5 separate regions of the Mus musculus genome follow, and all the other regions are linked to region 1. Evidence: chromatin contacts called from public HiChIP or PLAC-seq and promoter capture Hi-C data. All regions are on one chromosome and are shown on one strand. Each heading gives the region's core, a stretch centred on a gene start, on an enhancer-like site or on the middle of the called end of the contact. The rest is flanking DNA. Distances are from core to core; before and after follow the strand shown.

Evidence for each region. Promoter capture Hi-C pulls out the DNA fragments that hold promoters and counts their contacts. HiChIP or PLAC-seq counts read pairs in DNA pulled down with a chosen protein or histone mark.
Region 2: a contact with region 1 is called in an H3K27ac HiChIP or PLAC-seq map of extraembryonic endoderm stem cells, with 11 times the contacts expected there. The contact joins the promoter of Clint1 here to the promoter of Ublcp1 in region 1. A contact is called at or near these places in 3 of 39 promoter capture datasets (embryonic stem cells, hippocampal neurons and pre-B cells), 6 of 484 Hi-C or Micro-C datasets (CD4 T cells, CD8 T cells, embryonic stem cells and 3 more), 5 of 115 datasets of contacts at active chromatin or transcription factors (the 230-238 cell line, extraembryonic endoderm stem cells, fibro-adipogenic progenitors and 2 more) and 3 of 9 other capture datasets (adipose tissue, liver and pancreatic islet).
Region 3: a contact with region 1 is called in an H3K4me3 HiChIP or PLAC-seq map of pro-B cells, with 6 times the contacts expected there. The contact joins the enhancer-like site here to the promoter of Ublcp1 in region 1. A contact is called at or near these places in 8 of 39 promoter capture datasets (the 3T3-L1 cell line, 3T3-L1-derived adipocytes, the C10 cell line and 4 more), 2 of 484 Hi-C or Micro-C datasets (B cells and adipose-derived mesenchymal stem cells), 5 of 115 datasets of contacts at active chromatin or transcription factors (the 230-238 cell line, extraembryonic endoderm stem cells, large pre-B cells and 2 more) and 2 of 9 other capture datasets (adipose tissue and liver).
Region 4: a contact with region 1 is called in an H3K4me3 HiChIP or PLAC-seq map of stem cell-derived neural progenitor cells, with 6 times the contacts expected there. The contact joins the enhancer-like site here to the promoter of Ublcp1 in region 1. A contact is called at or near these places in 4 of 39 promoter capture datasets (hippocampal neurons, liver and pre-B cells), 4 of 115 datasets of contacts at active chromatin or transcription factors (astrocytes, fibro-adipogenic progenitors, large pre-B cells and 1 more) and 1 of 9 other capture datasets (liver).
Region 5: a promoter capture Hi-C map of liver shows a contact between it and region 1, with 6 times the contacts expected there. The contact joins the promoter of Slu7 here to the promoter of Ublcp1 in region 1. A contact is called at or near these places in 6 of 39 promoter capture datasets (embryonic stem cells, hippocampal neurons, liver and 1 more), 4 of 484 Hi-C or Micro-C datasets (the G1E-ER4 cell line, cortical neurons, embryonic stem cells and 1 more), 6 of 115 datasets of contacts at active chromatin or transcription factors (astrocytes, bone marrow-derived macrophages, embryonic stem cells and 1 more) and 3 of 9 other capture datasets (adipose tissue, liver and macrophages).

Annotation. Positions count from the first base shown.
Region 1 is chr11:44,469,169-44,471,868 of GRCm38.p6, reverse strand. Ublcp1 (ubiquitin-like domain containing CTD phosphatase 1) reads left to right here and starts at 1,321. Exons shown (of 11, transcript NM_024475.5): 1 at 1,321-1,441.
Region 2 is chr11:45,850,587-45,853,286 of GRCm38.p6, reverse strand. Clint1 (clathrin interactor 1) reads right to left here and starts at 1,318. Exons shown (of 12, transcript NM_001045520.4): 1 at 1,095-1,318. The coding sequence starts at 1,135.
Region 3 is chr11:45,538,381-45,541,080 of GRCm38.p6, reverse strand. No RefSeq gene overlaps it. Among named protein-coding and RNA genes, the nearest start is that of Gm22284, 100 kb to the left of the region's middle. Within about 2 kb of position 1,445, at least 23 of the 459 cell types and tissues checked have an H3K27ac peak or open chromatin away from gene starts, as enhancers often do. A contact at or near this core is called in adipose tissue and pro-B cells, where this site is marked.
Region 4 is chr11:45,668,872-45,671,571 of GRCm38.p6, reverse strand. All of the region lies in intron 3 of Gm39816 (a long non-coding RNA gene), which reads left to right. Among named protein-coding and RNA genes, the nearest start is that of Gm22284, 31 kb to the right of the region's middle. Within about 2 kb of position 1,446, at least 10 of the 459 cell types and tissues checked have an H3K27ac peak or open chromatin away from gene starts, as enhancers often do. A contact at or near this core is called in stem cell-derived neural progenitor cells, where this site is marked.
Region 5 is chr11:43,432,389-43,435,088 of GRCm38.p6, reverse strand. Slu7 (SLU7 splicing factor homolog (S. cerevisiae)) reads right to left here and starts at 1,358. Exons shown (of 16, transcript NM_198936.1): 1 at 1,270-1,358.

The DNA.
Region 1 (2,700 bases), core at 72-2,571:
GAGAAACCATGTTTTCCCCCTCCCTCCAATTACATTAATTTTTCTGTGGGTCTGTTTGTACCAAGGCACAGGAAGTCTGAGAACAACTGTCAAGAGGTGGCCACGCCTCTTATGGGTCTCTAAGATTGAATTTGAAGTTTTAAAAAGTATCAGATATACTTATCTAGGGGCTGATGATGTAAACATTCTTCAAGTTACTTTTTAGGTCTTTCTTTTCTTTTTTCTTTTGCATAACAAGTAACACTGGGAATTTCTTGAATGGATGAGAAGGGTTAGGTCCCGTTGAGGCTTTCTTCTGTCTGAGTCAGAGTTTCAGTCTGTATCCCAGGGCTGGAACTAGAATTCCCTATGCCCAGGCTGGCTTCAAATTTATGCACTATCCTACTGCCTCAGCTGGGATTACAGGCAAGAGCCGCCTCCAGGGGTTCAAATGGAGACTGCTTTGATAGCTAAGAAAAACTCCACTTTATGTGAGGCACCCATTCTAAATTCCGAAAAGATAAGTTCCTAGCAACTCTGACTCCTTGCCCCTTCCCCATGAATTGGAAAACTGCTATGAAATGATTAACTGCTGGCTCTGATTTCTGCGAACTCCGCTCATCATTACGCACAGGGGGTGGGGGGTGGGGGTGAGGCAGTTCCTCACATAGCTGTCAATCCCACAGAAATGAAGTAATTGTAACTGCCCTTAAAAGCCCCTTTCCTGTTTTAGCTCACAGGAACTAAAGAGAGCGGCTGCTTAAGAAGAAAAACTCGGATAACTATAATTTAAACGGAGTCTCCGGTCTCTCCGAGTGACTTCGAACGCTGCAGCATTTATTTCTATGAAAGCATGGCATTCTTCTGTAAAGAGAACTAGCTTTCCTTGCATTTAAGGAGGCAAAGCAAGCACGAGTGGGTGGAGCCGACCGACACACAGATCTGGAACACCGTTGTCACACGGATATTTGTTCCATGAGTGTTTGGATCACTTTGGCCGGCTTTCCCCTGGAGTGGGCAAATTATATTCCTGGCTCCTTGCGTCTCTAGAAAAGTCTCCTCTTCAGTCCTCAAAGGTCGGCTTCATTCGGAACGCGACACTGCCACAGGAGTCACAGGGCTCCGCAAAGCTCAGCTCTGGTGGAAAAAAAAAAAAAGTCGCCACCGGGCCGGAGCATGCGCAGAACAGCCGGCGGCGGCCACCAAGAACCGGGAGGGGTCTCTTTCACAGAGGTCAAAGTCTGGAAAACACTCGGCCGGCCTGGGCTCCGCAGGCGTCACATCGGAGGAGAAACCAAACAAGCGGCAGCCGCATTTCCCCCTCCCCTACAACACATTTCCGGTCTCAACCACACTTTCCGGTCCGCCCGCCGGTTCCGGTCCCGCCCCTCGCTTCCGGTCTCCTTAGGTTCCGCTGCGGCCGGCTTTTTCGTCCGCTGTAGCTGGTTCCGCCGCGCTCCAGGTGAGAGGACGCGGGGTTCTCCGGCGCGCCTGCCTGTGAAGGCGACGCTGCGGCCGGGGGATGCCACTGAACTGCATGCGCCCCGTGGTTTGTCTCGCTGCGGTCCGGGTGGGCTGGGACTGCAGCTGTCCCGCCTGGCCCCCAGAGGCCCCTGTCCCGGCGCACTGCGGGTCGTGGCCGCAGCCTTCGCATCCGGCCTTCTCACCTGACCCCAAGGCTTCCCACGTCCCAGAATGTTCTGCGTCCGCGGGCCTCGTCCCCCGCTCCTGCAGGGTCTGTCTTGTCCTCCCCTCACGCGGGTTGTCGAAGGCGTCCGAGGCAGCTTGTTTCTGAGACTCTGCCTGTCTTGGGATACTCCCGGGGCAGTCCGGGCTGCACCCCGCGCGGCTCCTGCGGGCCGGCGCCAGGGCCCGCGGCCCAGCACCGCACGCTCACTCTTGCCGGGCTGGATGAAAAGTTCACACTGTCACTTTTGAAATTGCCGCCGTTGGCTGCTTTTCGTGATGCGGTGTTGGGCGAGAGTCGCTGTGACTTATTTTGCAGGTTTCTAATCTGTACAGTGAGGTCGCTTGTTAGTCCAGGATTGTGAAGATTAAGATAGCGATAGTTAACGTGCTCAGCCCTCACTGCTACCGTTCTCCTAGCTCCTCGCGGCTTATCAAATGCTGTCAGGTGTTAGCGCTTATCAAAACACATACATGTGAACTGACTCATCTCTGGGTTTGGAAGGCTGAGGGCTAGAGAGGTAAGAGACTAGGCAAACCCAACACAGGATGTTAGGCAGAACTCCAGTATAAACATACGTTGATTACATATCCCATAAAAATGTCCTCTTTGAGTTGGATCGCCATCACCACCCACTCCCACCCCCCAATTTGGGGGACAAATGTGATAAACCATTAGCATTGTATGAGAAAGTATAAAAATGCCCATGCTTTTTTTGTCCTGCATGATTCTCAGTAGTGATGAAATGAGATTCAAAAATTAAAAAAAGTTTTAAGAACTTAAGCTGGAAAGGTTTGTATAACCTTTTTTTTTTTTCTATGCCCAGAGTCTTGGGGCATTTGACAACTTGTCTTTACCATTTGTAGCACAAGTTCTTTATGAAGTAGTGCCTGTTGTTAAGTGCATGGGGCCCATGCCATTGGCAGGTTTTTCTAAAGCCGGTAACAGAAGAGCCTAGAGGAGTAGCATGCTCAGCCTCTACCACCTCAGAGGTGGTAGAAAAAGACTGGTTAAAGTGGACATTGTTAGGTCTC
Region 2 (2,700 bases), core at 69-2,568, 1.4 Mb before region 1:
TCACCCTCATGGACTAAGAGGGCCGCAATGATCTTCATCCTGAACTGGAGAAGACGGGAATTCTACAAAGTTAAGAACTTAGCTCTTTCGGTTCTGAAAACGGTACTCCTTAAGCACTTCCTTGGTAGCAAAGCACCATCAGAAGCGTCAGACAAGTTGCTTTAAAGAATGTTGTTTTCTGGGGTCAAAAAGAGCTTCTATACTTCCTGGTTTCAGGTTAGGTGGGTGGTTCAAAAGAACTGTTTCTTTACCACACTTATTGCATAATCACAAAAACCCAAAAAGGAAGAGGGCTGGTTAAATATTTAAAGTCTTATTTCCTGGTGACCTAAAAGACCTACTGTTATTTTCGATATGCTCAACTTAAAGTGCTAAGGGTTTCTGAGTATACTAAAAGCACTGAGTTATTTTACTCTGAAAGGAGTTAAAAACAGGTCAACAGGATATAAACTGGGCTTTTTTTCTTTTCCTTCACCCTTTAGAGTAATTTTTATTTACATGATTGCCCACCCCAAAAGGAAGTGTAGTGGTAAAGTTAGAGGAAAACAGTCACGGAAAGTTGTCTGGTCATCTGCTTTCACTTAGTGTGACAAACCCGAAGGGCGAGTCTCCTCTTGAGCAACTCCAGCCTGTCCACAGTGACCACTTGTTACACCTCCCACTCACTCCACTGCAGGTTCACTAGAAATTCAAAGGTGTCTACCAAGGTAAAGGGCATACCAGGCCAGGCCTAAGGTGTCTCCGAATTACACCACGGGGGTTACCGGGGACGGGAGCACGCGTCCCCTCGCCCCCAAGCCGGGCCTGGTGTCCAGGAGGCCAAACTCCAAGCTGGGTACGACGATCAAAGCATCTGTCTGCCCGGCGCGGGGTAGGGGCGCGGTGAGGACGTCCCGGGGAGCAGAGACCGGAGCAGGGAGGGGGGTTTTGAGCCGCCAGAGGCTCGGAGACCGAGGCCCAGGCCCGCCGCGGCCGCCGCCTTCACCAGGCCGCAGGGCGGGGGGGCGTGCCGCGTGTCCCCGCGCGCTGGACCACCGTGCGCACGCTCCCCGCCCCCGCCGCGGGGCCGGCCGCAACTGCCCCCCGATACTCACGCTTTGTCCACCAGCTCCCGCACCTTCCACATGTTCAGCATCGCGCCCCGCGCGGCCCGGCCCGCCGCCGCCCGCCGCCACTCTCCACGGACCCCGGGACGCCTCCGCGCCGGGGCTGGTCCAGGTCCGGGTCGCCGCCGCCACCCACCGCCGCGAACTCTCCCTAGCCGGAGCTCCTTCTCCCGGCCACAGCCACGGCGCCGCCAGTGACACGTCGAGACGCGGCCGCACCGGCGCTGCGTGGGGCGGAAGTGGCCGGCTTTCCGCCCGCGCCGCGCGCCGCACGCCGGGAATTGTAGTCCGCGCCCTGCGCCCCCGGAGCGTGAGAGGGCTGAGATCGCTGCGGTTTGGGGACCTCTGACACAGCCTCCGCGTGATTGCCATCACAACAGTTGCAAGACTTACTCGCGCTCACCTTCTTCAGATGTACACATTGATGCTAAGCACGATTACAGAGTGTGATTGGCGTGCGTGTTCTTCATCTACGCACGTGTTTCTGCATTTGCTTCCAAACATATAGGCGTCTATACATCACTGAACCTGGGATTCCAGCCCTGACCAGTGTAGAATTTTATTCTAAATCCTTCCCCACTCTAGTTTTATGATACAATGATTTTATCTGTAGACAGCTACCTAGTACCCTCGTTAAGATAGTTTGTAACAAGCCTCAGAAACTTAGTTCACATTAGTTGGGAAACCAGAAAGCCACCAGTACTCATACACAGCATACCTATATGTGTTTTATGTGATATACCCAAGAACTCTGTGGCTTTGGTTTCTAAAAGCATACATAATTTTTGAGATCTGCTAAAGTAATTTCCACTGATCAGGTTTTTCACTTAATATGTCAGTCAAAACTTGTGATAAAACTTGAAGTAATACTACATTTTGTTTTAGGCAATTCCTTAATTTTTATAAGTTTTACCTGCCCTGGTTGCAGACTGCTTTAATCCTAGCACTCAGAAGGCAGAGGCAGGCGAATCTCAATGCGTTTGAGGACAGTCTAGTTTACATCAGAAGTTCCAGGTCAGCCAGGGTTACACAATAAGACCTTAATTTTTAAGTTATAATTAAAACCTTTAATTAAATGTTATTTATTTGTAAAGAAATAAAATAAAAATTACTTAAATGTTAAAATAAAGTTATATATGTAAATATATATGTATTTATACATATACATTTTTTTAATTAAAAAATAATTCTGCCACTATTTACTGAGCATCTTCAGGGTGTTACAAGCGAGGACTACAGCTGGGGCTCAAGTTCCCTGGGAGCTTAAAGGTCACTGGAGGAGGGACATAACAATCAAGAAAATATTTAATTAGAGAGAATAAGTGCTTGTCAAAACCAAGAACATAATGTTACAGACAACAATGTCAGAGGAAAAACAGCAGAATATTCAGGGCTCTTTGAGGAGATTGAATGTATGCTAAAACTGGAACAATACAAAGGAACTGGCCCTAAGAAGATCAAGAAAAGAATGATTGGGGGAGGGAACACAAGACAAGTAAGATTCACAACGAAGGGCAAACAGTGGCTGTAAATAGCCAAGACCCAGGCCCTCTTATTCCAGATCCTTTAGTCAAGACGTCAGTTTGCATTTACT
Region 3 (2,700 bases), core at 196-2,695, 1.1 Mb before region 1:
GAATACTCCTTGCCTGCTGCTTATGCCAAGGGAGTGGATATTACCAGGGATCAGCTAGGACTTGGAATTTTATAGGATATCTCTGGAATTGGGAGCAGCAATAGACGTACATGCCACTGGGAACCACAGTGGACTTGAACTACGGGCCCATCTATAACTGAGACGGGGAGCCTATGGTTGTACAAAACTATCTGTGGGTCATAGGATTACTGCTATGTATCCCTAACCCCAAATTTCTGGTTCAAGTTCAAGAAAGAAACTCATGACTTCTGCTCAAGGCACACACTGCAAAGTATCAGGGCTGGAAGAGACTAAGCAAGCATAGAATGTTGTTTTATTGACTCTCATTCTGTGTCTATAGTGATGGTGAACACCATGAATTGATGGTAATGTTTCCCCTGGACAGGCTTAGATGTAGCCTCAGGCTCTTCTAATGCACCGTGAGCAGCCATGGAGTTGGTAGAACCTTCAGCTTTGAGCTGGACTCTTTTTTTTTTTTTTAATGGCTGACTCTCACTTGCACTGTGATAATGGAGGTCAGAGGTATCCTGCATGGTCAATAGGAGAGCTTCTTTCTCTGTTGGGTGTAATTAGGAAGGTGTTAGAGGGACCAGAAATGATAGGGTACCAAGCTGGAGTCTCGTCTTGATGCCACAAGAACGTGAGTGATCTTAGGTTAGGCATGACCTCCTCTGACCTTAGTTTGCCTCCCCTGAAATGAAAGGCTAGAGAGGACTGAGAGATGACATGGCTTGCTTTCAGATGTGTGGCCCTGGGACATTTTTTCTGCAATGTTGAGATATTTACATTACTTATGCCCCAATTCTTTGAGGACAGACATGGGACAGTCTCATTGCCACCCTACATACCCATATTCCTCGTAGACATTGGTGGCTCTTCACAGCTCTCTACCTGAACCTGTATGGATTTGACTATAGATGCCTCAGCACACGTTTTGGCAAAGATTATAGACAGCTACTGACAACCTACTGGGGTTTGTAGTTAAAAGTAAATGACAGAGTATAAATGGTATGTAGAAACAGTAACTTTGTGGAGGTGATTGAAAGTCAGGTCTTCACAGAAGGATGAAAGAAGAAACAACAGAAAAAGAAATGAGGAACGAAGATTACCTCGTCTTCAGGAAATTCCGTTTTATTTTGCTTTGGAAAATGCCACCCAGGGCTTCCTAGCTTCAGGCAAAGTCTGCCAGCTCACCTGGAACTTTGCTGCCTTTTCTAGGAATGAAGACCATACTGGAGGAATTCAGGAGTGAGGCTCAGGAAAAACAGAGAGTTGAAAATGGACCGAAATATCAAACAAGGCCAGAGGGCTACATTGCTATTTCAGACCAGTTGCGGTTTGACTGGCCTGAATCTGTGGAGACTTGCTTCCAGGCCTTCAGCTACAGGTTTGGCATTTCATCTGCTAGATGGCGCTGTACTCTAAGGAAAGGCATAGTCAGTCCTGCTTGACTTGGAGCCTGGGGAAGGCAGAACAACTGGGCAAGGCCAGCCTTTGCCCTGCAGCACCAACTCCTTCTGCCGGGGTGCCTCTTACTCTCTTTTCTATCTTTTCTATTTTATTTTGTAGTGTGGTAATGTTGTATGCTAAATCTGATAAGTTACAAGGCCTTTGTATCCTGGACAAAAGTGAGACAAAATGAGAAGTACATACATAAGACACACACACACACATACACACACACACACACACACACACACACACACACACACACACACACACAGAGTGGGGGGCAGAGAGAGGAGGAGAGAGAGAGGCAGAGAGATGGAGAGACAGAGAGAGAGACATACAGAGAGACAGACAGAGAGAGAAAGAGAGAGACAGAGACAGAGAAGAGGAAAGGGGTAGAGGTGATGACATTTAGGTCTCCTTGAAACCTCAACTGGTCTGTGGCCTTAACTTGACCAAAGGCCCTGGAAAATAGAAACAGTTCTCTCTGCATCTTGCCTCCTGAGTTGGATGCCTGGGGCTCCAGCTTTACACTGAAGCCCTCTAACTGAGATCTATCCAAGGCCAAGCTACTACACATAGGCACCAAGATCCAGTTTTCTGTGCAATTTTGATGCTAGGCTGCCAGGCAGGCTCCTGGTGTGCACATGCAGCCAGGGATAGAGTTTGCAACCCCCTTTATGGTATCAGTAGCCAGAAGGAGTGGAAACAATGATAAAGAGGGAGTGTGTAAACCAGGAGGGGACATAATGGCAGCAAGAGGAGAGAGAGGGATAAGGGAGGAGAGGACCAAGAATGGGGGTGAAGGGTGTGGGAAAGGAAGGATCACACAAGGAGGACCAGGCATCCAGAAAGAAAGGGCAGTGGAGAGATGAGGGCACACTGGTGCTGGATGGGAAGGCGGTGGGGGGCAGGAAGAGGTGAGAAGTGGAGTGAAGCTTTTCCAGTAAACATGAAAGCGGAGACACAGACCCAGCAGAGGAGGACAGCTCTGCTGGGCAAACAAGAAAACAGAGAGCGAGAAACGGCTGGGAACTGCAGAACCCCCCCCCCCCCCCCCGACAAGACAAGGTTCCTCAAAGGAGCACAGCCACAGCAGTGAGGATGTTGCAGAAGAAGTTAGTCAGGAGATGGGCAAGGAGACATTGAAGCAGAAAGGGAAGGAGAAGCAAGGGAGCAAGAGAGCAGAGCTGAATTTAGAAAGGGAGAAAAAAAAAGTGAGCAGAAACA
Region 4 (2,700 bases), core at 197-2,696, 1.2 Mb before region 1:
AACAGGTCTTTGCATATGAATAAAGTAGATTTTGGTCTAGAGTATTCATTACAACTGATTTTCTTTTAGCTTGCTATTTATCTTTGGCTCTTTTTCTGGAATCTTCTTTCATGCAGAATTGTTTTTGGCCTGATGCATCTCTGCTTCCTTTTTGGACTTTGAGTTGTGCAGTGAGCACAGAAGTTTCCTCTCTTGGAGCATCCTGTCATCCTCCCCAGACTCTCTCTCCTCTAGGAGCCTGACCAACGTTTCATTTGACCATCAGTCTTTGACATAGCTGAAATCCTTTCTGGGTCTTGGATGGCTCAGATGTGGAACATCTCCCCCGACTCCCACCATGATTATTAGGTTTTCTTAAAAAAGATTTAATTATTTTACTTAGTTTATTTATTAAGTATGTGTGTGTTTCTGTATGTGCATGCAGTGCCCTCAGAGGTCAAATAGGATGTCGGATTCCTTGGAGCTGGAATGATAGCAGTGAACTGCCTGATGTGGGTGCTAGACACCAACTCGGATCCTCCAAAGAACAGAACCTACTCTTAAACCTTCTCTCCAGCCCCTGATCAGTTAATTTTTTTACCACAATCTTACAGTTGCCGAACATTTTTATCCACCATGGTCAACTCAGTTACACTGAAATTCTTTGTCCTGTGTCACAGAATGACTGTGACTGTGTCACAAATCATTCATCTTGGTTATTTTGGGGGAAAGAGAAACTATGCAATAAGATGTAGTCATTCTTTCTCCTATCCCTCCGTTGTCCTCATTTCTCTCTGGGTTCCAATAACACTGGAACCAATGTTGTTCCTGCATTCTGTTTCCAGAGTGATTGGCAGGCAGGTTGAGCATCTGAGAAACTCGAGTAATGAATGCCTGCCATTGATAAGTCTGGAAAGGAATCCCAGGGCAGGAGTGGGTGGGAGAGTCTGTTTTCATTTCTTAACCCCTTTTTCGGGCAGGACATTTATAACCTTGAGAAGAATGGGCTGGCCTCACAGATAATACTCTTGGGGCCAAACCTTGGCAACTACTGAAGAATTGGCTAGAGCGGATAGAAATGAGGTATAACGAGCCCATGTTAAATATGTGCTTTGCTGTGGTGATGGAAGGTCACTTGGCTCGTAATGGCTTTTTCCTATCATAAATTATTGCCTGCTATTCTTGAGGAGATTTTTTTTTAATCCACCAGCATATCTCTGAGAGGTGATTTTTATCTCCAGAGCCCTCGTTCTGGACTGTTTCCTTTCTGATTTTCCCCACAGTGATTTGCTGTGTTGGCTGCTTCCCCCTCCCCCACTCCATGGTCAACTCAGTGACACTGAAATTCTTTGTCCTGTGTCACAGTTAAAGTCATTCATCTTGGTTATTTTGGGGAAAGAGATACTTTGCAATAAGATGTAGTCGTTCTTTCTCACATCCCTCCGCTGTCCTCATCTCTCTCTCTGGGCCTGTGTCCACATGAAACACTGAGGTCATCCATCAGAAGCTGACTGGCCAGGTCATTGATGCAGAACTATGTCTAGCATCTTTACTTGGGTCTGCCAGGCACTTGGCATCTCTTGACAGAAAATAATCACATCTTAGAGAATATAGCTTTGCTCTCAAGACTGTATTTAAATTTTTTACAAAAGATTTTATTTATTCTTATTTGAAATGGAGGTGTGTTTTGCCTGCTTGTATGTCTGTGTACATACATGTGTGCAGTACTAACAGGGGACAGAAGAGAGAGTATAAGGTCCCTTAGAACTGTGTTGCAGATGGTTGTGAGCTGCCATGTGGGTGCTGGGAATAGATCTTGTGTTCTGTGGAAGAGCAGTCAGTGGTCTTTACCACTAGCTATCTCCCTAGCCCCTTAAAGATAGTATGTTTTAGGTTCTTTTATTCTTTTATTATTAAAAATGTTCATATGAGTATGAATTATACTTTGAGAACATTACTGTCCATACCTCTGTCTTTTATTTTTTACCTCATTTCTCCTGTTTCTCTTTTGTGTCCTAGATAGTTTTCCTCTGATTTCATATTACTTTTACACACTGAGTTTTGTATCTCTATAAAATTTGAGAGATCACATATTGGAGAAAGCATAGGATATTTGTCTTTCTGGTTTGATTGTCAAATAAATTGATTATTTAACGAGAGTGTGCTCAGTTGTATCTATATTCTGTAAATGTTGTAACTTCATTCTTCCTCAGAGCTGAAAAGAATCCCACTGTGCGTCTATACCTCCTTTCTTCTACTCATTCCTCTGTGTTGGAAACTTAGGTTGGTTCCATAGCTTAGTTATTGTGAGTGTGAATATGGATTAAGTAGGCACAGTGTGATGGTTTGTATATGCTCAGCCCAGGGAGTGGCGCTATTAGAAGGTGTGGCCCTGTTGGAGTAGGTGTGTTACAGTGGGTGTGGGCTTTAAGACCCTCATTCTAGCTGTCTGGAAGCTAGTCTTCCACTAGTAGCCTTCAGATGAAGATGTAGAACTCACAGCTCCTCTAGCACCATGCCTGCCTGGATGCTGCCATGCTTCCTGCCTTGATGATAATGGACTGAACCTCTGAACCTACCTGTAAGGCAGCCCCAATTAAATGTTGTCCTTATAAGAGTTGCCTTGGTCATGGTGCCTGTTCACAGCAGTAAAACCCTAACTAAGACACACAATATCTCTGTGATGTGTTGACTTGGAGTCCAGAAGACTTTATCTATTTA
Region 5 (2,700 bases), core at 109-2,608, 1.0 Mb after region 1:
CACCTCTCCTGTTCTCGACTTCTCTGCAGGCTCATCTATTTGCACACGTTTATTTAGAGGCTGATTCCTTACAGAGCAGCAAGAGCCTCACTCACCACTCTAAACAATACCAGTTGCCAAGATTCAGGAGGAACAGTATCCCACTACTGGGGTTCCATACTATCTCTCTGCCCTAGACTTTTCATTTGATCTTCAAATCTACACAACCAACTGTGTACATGACATCCACACCCAGAACACTAAGTATTTATCCACAGCATTCCTTAAACTCCATGACTTTCCTGTGAAATTGTGTCTGCCTCCATCTCCCGAGTTCTGGCTTTATAGGCATATGCCACCATAGAGGTCTGTGTATGGGGCAGGTGAGACGGTTCACCTACTGCTCCTGTAGACAACCCTAACTCAGTTCTCAGCATCTATGTCAGGTGGCTCACAACTGTCCCTAACTCCAGCTACAGGGATTCCAAGAAGACTACACACGTTCTTACAAGGGCAAACCCACCTACCTACTTATACACATAATTAAAATAAAATAGACTTAAAAATAAAAACAGAAGTGTTAGAAATCCGTGGTAGTATATACTAGAAGCACAGATTTAATCATCTTCATTTTAACAGTTACCATTTCTTTAATTTACCATGCAGACCGTCACCAAATCTTTACAACCACCCTATTTTATGGTGAGGAAACAAGTTTGGGGCGGGGGGGGGGGGGTTAACACCTTCAGATAACAAGACATTAGTGAGAGACGACAGATCGCAAACCCAAGCCTGACTTTAGTTGGTCTTTCAACCCCTGTTACAAACCACAGACACTGGAGTGCAGGCCTGTCACATTCAAGATTAAGAGGGACTGAAGTGTTTTGTCATTAGGTTCCACTGCTCTGCAGAGGGTCCGGCTCTCTCCGAGTTAGAACTTTAACAGCTCCCACTCACTGATGCAATACGGACATTCTAATTTGACCCTCACAAAATAAGATCATCTCCACCTAACGGAAAAAACTGAACCTCAAAGGAACTCTTTTGGGGACAGAGGGCTCAGCTTCGGTACGGGCTGCTCAGGATGTCCGGCTTACAGTGACCAGGGCTTTTCCTTGAGGAGTCAGCCTCGGTCCGGCTGAACGCGAGGGCGGCGCCTGCGTCCTGGGCCACAGTCTCCACCCGGGTCCGCCGTTCCACGACGGCTCATCACCGCGAGGACTCACTGCAGGGGATACCCGCTCCCCGAGGTCCCCAGTTCGTCTGCTCAATCTCAGAACCCCAACTTACCCAGTCGCGCCGCAGACCACTCAAAACCATCCGCCAGAAACGAAGCGACTCGGCAATGTTTACTTCCGGGTTCCCTGCCTTCTTCCGGCTGCGCAGAGATAACTTCCGGGAGATCGGCACATGCGCATTTGCAAGCGCTTGGCTCTTTTTTTTTTTTTTTTTTTTTTTTTTTTTTTTTTTTGACCCAGAAAGGCGAAGTGATGGCAGTGCAGCTTTCTTTCTGGAACAGCACAGAATCTTTTTTTTTTTTTTTTTTTTTTTTTTTTTTAAAGATTTATTTATGTATATGGATAATCTATAGCTGTACAGATGGTTGTGAGCCTTCATGTGGTTGTCGGGAATTGAATTTTTTTAGGACCCCTGCTCGCTCCGGTCAACCCCGCTCGCCCAGTCAGTCTCTGCTTGCTCCCACCCAAAGATATATAAGTACACTGTAGCTCTCTTCAGACACACCAGAAGAGGGCATCAGATTCCACTACAGATGGTTGTGAGCCACCATGTGGTTGCTGGGTTTTGAACTCAGGACCTTCAGAAGAACAGTCAGTGAGTGCTCTTACCTGTTGAGCCATCTTGCCAGCCTACAGCACAGAATCTTAGCAAAAATGATTATTGAAAATGCTGCAAAGGTCGGCGTAATGGCACACACCTTTAATCCTAGCAGAGATAGGCATATCTTTGAGGTCCTGGCCAGTGACATAGGAAGACCCTTTTTCAAACAAACAAACAAACAAACATCCCCATAAAAAACAAACTCCTGGAAAATAGGCGACTTTGGTGAATTTATTTTTCTTAAAAAAAAAAAAAAAAAAAGCCTTATGCCAGGCAGTGGTGTCACATGCCTTTAATCCTAGCACTTGGGAGGCAGAGGCAGGCAGATTTCTGAGTTCGAGGCCAGCCTGGTCTACAGAGTGAGTTCCAGGACAGCCAGGGCTACACAGAGAAACCCTGTCTCAGGAAAAAAAAAAAAAAAGCCTTATGTTTTTTGTGTGTGAGTTTGCACATCATTGGCGTTAGATCATCTGTGACTGGAAATGCAGATATATGTCTGTGAACCAGAATGAGTACCAAACCGGGGGCTTCTGCAAGAATGACCTGTATTGACTACTGAGCCATTGCTTGGCCATTTTTCTTTATGCTGTCTTGTGGTTATTTATACTTCCCCTACGTGAAGTGCTCTTCAGATATACAGGACTATAGCTAACGTCCCCACCACCTCAGTCAAACAGCCCAAAGTAGTAGACTTTTTAAAAAAGGAACTTGAAGTGGGTTAAGAATGTAAAAATAATTTTGATTTTTCAAGGCAGCTAAAGGCAGAGCAGAGTCCTGCGGACTCAGAGCGCAAGGCTTGAGAGAGGGACCAAGAAGGCAGGGATTATCTTTGGATGAACGCTTTCTGTAAAGCTAAATTAGGAGAGACTTGTATTAGCTGAG